Regions from separate parts of the Pan troglodytes genome. Here region 2 is linked to region 1. Evidence: chromatin contacts called from public HiChIP or PLAC-seq data. All regions are on one chromosome and are shown on one strand. The core of a region is the stretch at or near the end of the contact, and the rest is flanking DNA. Distances in the headings are between cores, read along the strand shown.

Evidence for each region. HiChIP or PLAC-seq counts read pairs in DNA pulled down with a chosen protein or histone mark.
Region 2: a contact with region 1 is called in an H3K4me3 HiChIP or PLAC-seq map of stem cell-derived excitatory neurons, with 4 times the contacts expected there. The contact joins the promoter of LINC02688 here to the promoter of TSPAN4 in region 1. A contact is called at or near these places in 3 of 7 Hi-C or Micro-C datasets (blood, a lymphoblastoid cell line and stem cell-derived neural progenitor cells) and 1 of 1 datasets of contacts at active chromatin or transcription factors (stem cell-derived excitatory neurons).

What each region holds. Positions count from the first base shown.
Region 1 is chr9:5,074,132-5,077,110 of NHGRI_mPanTro3-v2.0_pri, reverse strand. TSPAN4 (tetraspanin 4) reads right to left here and starts at 1,365. Exons shown (of 9, transcript XM_016920068.4): 1 at 1,260-1,365. POLR2L (RNA polymerase II, I and III subunit L) reads left to right here and starts at 1,601. Exons shown (of 2, transcript XM_009459661.3): 1 at 1,601-1,759. The coding sequence starts at 1,665.
Region 2 is chr9:5,297,007-5,299,706 of NHGRI_mPanTro3-v2.0_pri, reverse strand. It overlaps LINC02688 (long intergenic non-protein coding RNA 2688), which reads right to left and starts at 1,436. Exons shown (of 4, transcript XR_010147407.1): 1 at 1,271-1,436; 2 at 93-763.

The DNA.
Region 1 (2,979 bases), core at 116-2,615:
AGCAGCCTCGCAGCTGAACCTGGCTCTGACCCCAGGCCACCGTTACTCAGGGCCCCTGTCCTGCCCTTCTGCCCAGAGCAGGATGTGCGTCCACTCATCCTGGGGGGAGGGGGTCAGGGAAGGGAAGTGGCCTCGGCTCGTGGCTCCGCACGTGGCTGGGTGGGGTATGGCAAATGCCACTGGGGAAGCTGCCCAGGGCCCTGGCCAGGGTGGGAGCGGAAACCCCAAGCGTGCAGTGGATCTGGCCAGCACCACTCCGGACCCAGAAAACCCTTCGTCCTCCTCCTCTGCAACTAAGACAGACGCAGCATTGCCCTGAGAAAACGGCAGCTGATGCCTGGAACCCAACACAGGTCCCACCCCAGCCAGAAGCCCCAGGCCGGCAAACCAGCCCAGAGCCCCCCATGGGTGCCGCTTTGCGGCCCACCCACCCCCCACAGCCCACCTCGCACCTCCAAGGGACCTTCTTTGCCTCTCACTGCACACCGACCCCCCATTTCCTCACCCCCACCCCAGGGGCACAGCAAGAAGGGTGCTGGTGCCAGCACCCCCGCACTCCATCCGAGAGACACGGGCTCCTCGTCCCTCGTCCTCCGTAGGCCCTGAGCTCCAGGGCAAGCCAGAGCTTAGGCCTTCAGCGGGTCCTGCCAGTGCAGCCTCCGGGAGTCTGCCCAGGGATCCCCTGTGCCGGGGTCTTCCAGGTTCAGCTCAAAGAGCACCTCTTTCACGACGCCCTCCCCGACCTCCCTCCCGGGTCCCCTCTCCCCGTGCTCAGAGGCGCGTCTGAGCGTCGGGAGCTCGGGACGGCGAGCAGCCAGCAGAGCCGGGACCCGGGAGGGCGCACCCCGACCACATTCCCGGGAAAGAGCGGAAAGAACGCGGACAGGGGCCCGGGGCGGGGAGCTGCCGGCGGGGGCCGTAATTGCGCAGCTGAGGCCAGGGCGGCGCCCCTAGGGGCTGGGCCGCGTCCAGAATGGGACCCCCGAACTCAGCGCCGAGAGCCCCGGACACCCCGCGGGCAGAGGCCGAGGCGGAGGAACCCACTACTCGGCGAAGCCAGGAGGGGCGGCAGGAAGACCCGCCCCGGCCCCCGCCCGCCCTCTCCCCGAGCCCCCGCGCCGGACCCCACTTGTTGCTGCGTGTCGGCTCTGGGCTCGAACTCGCGCGCCCCGCTCGCGTCCGGCTCCAGCCGCTCCCGGTCGGACACCTCCGGCCACGGGACCCTGGCCGCACGCCCCCACAACCCCCAGGCGCAGTACCTGCCGCCGCCTCCCGCTCGCGCCGCCCGCTCCCGCCGCGCAGCTGTCAGTCAAGCGGACACGAGAAACGCGAACCGCCGCCGCAGCTTTACGGCCCTGCTCAGACGCCGTAGCGCCGGGATGCACCAAGACGGTGGGCGGGGGTGTGCGGTCTGCTGCTGCCGCGGCCGCGCGGGCCCGGGAGCCCCGGGACGCACAGGCCCAGGAGCCCCGGGACGCACGGGAAGCCCCCATCGCGGCGGAAACTGCGGCCAGCGGTGCCGGGGCCGGTGGAGGGACGGCCGGAGCAGCGGAGAACGAGCGGAGCCGATCCTCCCGCGACAGTGGACGCGCCCGGGGCGGGGCCTGGGGGGGTTCTTCGCGTGCGGCCGGGCCGGGCCGGGCAGTCTGGGACGCGCCGCCGCCATGATCATCCCTGTACGCTGCTTCACTTGTGGCAAGATCGTCGGCAACAAGTGGGAGGCTTACCTGGGGCTGCTGCAGGCCGAGTACACCGAGGGGTGAGGCGCGGGCCGGGGCTAGGGGCTGAGTCCGCCGTGGGGTGCGGGCCGGGGCTGGGGGCTGAGTCCGCCCTGGGGTGCGCGCCGGGGCGGGAGGCGCAGCGCTGCCTGAGGCCAGCGCCCCATGAGCAGCTTCAGGCCCGGCTTCTCCAGCCCCGCTCTGTGATCTGCTTTCGGGAGAACGTTATCCCCTGAAGTCTGGGGAAGAGAACGGAGTTGGGCTTCAAACCAGTGGTGTCCTGGGGATTCTAGGTGGCCTGGCGGGTCGCAGGCGTCTTGTCACCCGCAGTAAAGCCCTTGGCCTCCGCCCTATTTTCCCGTCTCTGCCCCCAGGCCCACCCCATGTCCTGCAAACCTCGCTGCAGGACGGGCGGGCGCGGCGGCTGACATCTGTAATCCCAGCAGTTTGGGAGGCCGAGGCGAGAGGCTTGCTTGAGCCCAGGAGGTCGAGACCAGCCTGGACAACCTGGGGAGACCCTGATCTCCAGAAATTTATTTTATCTTATTTTTCTTTTTTGAGACGGAGTCTCGCTCTGTCGCCCAGGTTGGAGTGCAGTGGCGCGATCTCGGCTCACTGCAACCTCCGCCTCCTGGGCTCCAGCAATTCTCCTGTCTCAGCCTCCCGAGTAGCTGGGACTACAGGCGTGTGCCACCACGCCCGGCTAATTTTTGTATTTTCAGTAGAGATGGGATTTCGCCATGTTGGCCAGGCTGGTCTGGAACTCCTGACCTCAGGTGATCCACCCGCCTCGACCTCCCAAAGTGCTGAGGTTACAGGCGTGAGCCACCGCGCCTGGCTCTCTTATCTTTTTAATTCGCCGGACATGGCGGTGCACACCTGTGGTCCCAGCTACTTGGGAGGCTGAGACGAGAGAATCGCTTGAGTCTGGGAGGCAGGTGGAGGTTGCAGTGAGCCAAGATCACGCCACTGCACTCCAGCCTGGAAGAGAGAGTGAAACTCCGTCTCACGCACACACACACACAAAGAAATGCAGGGTAGACTTGCTGACCACCCTCATCAGGCTTTGTAGGGGAGGCGTCTTTCTCCTGTGCTTGTCCCTTGGTGCTGCTGTCACCACTGTGCCTGAGTCTTGGTGCCCCCCTCTGGAGTCTGACCCTCGCCCACTGAGTCTTGGTCACATGTGAAGCCCTGGGCTTGTGTGCGCTAGCCTGCCATCCGCACTTGGTGCAGCTTGCTGGACAAACGAGGAAAGCGAGTG
Region 2 (2,700 bases), core at 187-2,686, 220 kb before region 1:
CCTGGGACACAGCAGCTGGGACACTGCCCCAGGACCAGGGTCGGGTCCAGGAGTGGAGAACCCAGGGCAGTGACGGGGAGATGCAGACAGACCTGGGTTGAGATGGTGTCTGGGTGGGAGTCCAGGGGGCCGGGGGCCCACTGAGTCCTTGGAGAGCTGAGTCTCCAGGGTGTGGTGCTCCCAGCATCCTGGCCAGGCCTTGTGGCTGCAGAGGGACAGAAACCAGGCCCAGCTTCCTGCTGGTGGGGGGTCACCTCTCCCCAGGGGTCCAGGACACCGCTGCATCTGAAAATGGGCAGGAAAGGGGTGCTCAGTGCAGCCTCAGGGCCTTGGGGACCCCCTTGGATCTTGCCAGCTCCTGAAATGCAGAGAGAGAGTCGGGCAGTGGGGCCAGGGCTGCAGCCCCCATGTCTACTCAACTTCTGCCTGGCTCCATCTACCTCAGGGAACCAGGGCTCCTCATACTGGACCTGGCCTCTACCCACCCAGGGCGCTTGGAGCAAAGTCTGTGGTCCCAGGCTCCCTGACAGCGGAAGCTTCCCTGCCCAGCCCAAGCCGTCTGCAGCCAGACCAGAGGCTGGTGTGGCACCATGGAAGGCTCCGGAGGGCGAGAGCCGTGATGCTGTAGCCCGCCAGCAGGTGGCACCTGGCACCCGCACCACAGCCCGGAGGAGGGCTGGGCAAGGCGTGTGCTCAGGGCCGTGTGGTCCAGGTGTGTGCCTGCGTGTGCCTGCATGTTGGCAAGTCCGGTGCCCGGGTGGCTCTCAGGCATCTTGGGGAGAACAGTCAGCCCACAGCCGGGCCAGAGCCCTCTGGCCCCATTGATGGGAGGCTCTGGGACAGACAGCACTGAGAGGCGAGAGAAGCTGGGCAGGTGGGGCAGGTGGGGCCACCGGGCAGGCGTGAGGGTGACCCTGCCAAGTTGCACAGGACAATCTGAGTCCTGCAGGGCCCGGCAGCGCCTCAATAATGGGAGAAGCTGTGTGAGCCCGAGTGTGAGCCGTGCACAGGCGCGACAGCAAGGCGGGCGGGCGTGGGTCCTGTACACACGGGTGTGGGTGTGGCTGAGCGACCACTCGCCCTCTCACATCCCCTGCAGTGAGCGAGGGGCACTGGCCCCTCATTTCCCAGCCCCGCTGGGCCCACCTCCTGCCTGCCCTCCCAGGGACTGATGTGTGGCCTCCTACCCCTCGAACCGCAGGGGTTGCCTGTCCCCGCCTTTGTCCCCGCACCTCGGGCCTGTCCCCGCCTTTGTCCCCGCAACTCAGACCTTTGGTGACACCTGTGGGCTCAGGCGCCACGTGGGGCCCAGGACACTGGGGCCGCAGCACATCGGGGAGGGGAGGCTGCAGTCTGGGCCCAAGGGCATCCAGCCTCTCCACTCCCTCCCCGGTGACCTTGGGCAGGCCGCCCCCTCTCTGTGCCTGTTTCCTCATCTACGTGGGCACAGAACCCGTCTCCACCTGCAGTAAATCCAGTGATGGCGGGAGTGTCCCGCCAGCTGCACTCTAGGACCCGTTCGCTACAAGGATTGCACTGGGGGATGCCCTGTCCCCAGCTGGCCCGGCTCTGTCATGGCCTGGACGCTCCCTGCCTGGGCACGTCTGACCCAGAGAGAGGGAAGGCCACCAGAGCAACCCCAGAGGCCTGTCCAGCTCAAAGCCAGCCCCTCCTGCACCAGGGTCCCCTGAGATTCACCCTGATAGGCAGCAGGAAGGCGGGGTGCCTGGTGGCCTCCTTCCCCCAGGGGTCGGGGGAGGGTCTGGGCTGGGCTCTTCTTTGACAGGCCACCTGGGTCCCACCTCAGGCCTGGAGGAAAGTGGAGGGGTCCACACCGTGGCCAACCCTGGGACTGGAGGCACATGGGCACCAGGACACGCAAGACCCATGGGGGCCGGGGAAGTCCCCAGAATCCCCACTCACCACTCTGGAGTGGGAAGAGGCAGGGCCAGCTTGTCGACATGCATCTCCTGCTGTCCAGAGAATGCTCCCGACGTCCCCATTTTCCTACAGAAGGGGACATCCTTGCTGGGAAGCCGGTGGCTGCAGCCAGTCAATGGTGACTCCCAGAAGGTTCCAGGCCCCGCCCAGCCAGAACCCCAGAGCCAGACCTGGGGCCACAGGGCATGACGCAGCTCTGCCTACACAGGGACAGGCAGCTGCCCACGGCCATGGGCACAGGCTTTGAGGAAGCGACAAGGCTCTTGCACCAGCAGATTAAAATGCTGCCAAGTGGAAGAGTCAGTCAAAGTTCTCAAGGAGCAGCTGGTTCAGGGCCAGCAGGTGCTGGGGTGGTAGGGGGGCCCCTTGGCTGCTGTGACGGTGCCTGTCCCTGGCTCCCAGCCCGGGAGCCCCAGCAGTGCCTTGTACAGCCGGCCCAGACATGCAAAGGGCCAGAGCCCGGCACGTGGCAGTGTTGACTGTCATCATTGTTATTGCCATCATCATCATCATCATCATTGCTATTATTATATTATCACCAGGAAACTCACCTACATTCTGCAGGCTGTGGGTGAGGCCAAGGAGCAGAGGGCTGGGGGTTGATGTGGGCCGGCAAGGTCCAGGCCAGGAGGGTTCATCCCAGGGATGCCAAGACCCAGCAGAAGGTTAGCAGGGGAGGAGAGACCCTTACCCCAGGGTGACCCCACGGTGGGGGCTGCATGTGGGCACCAACTGGAGGCCTGGGGGAGGCAGGTGTGG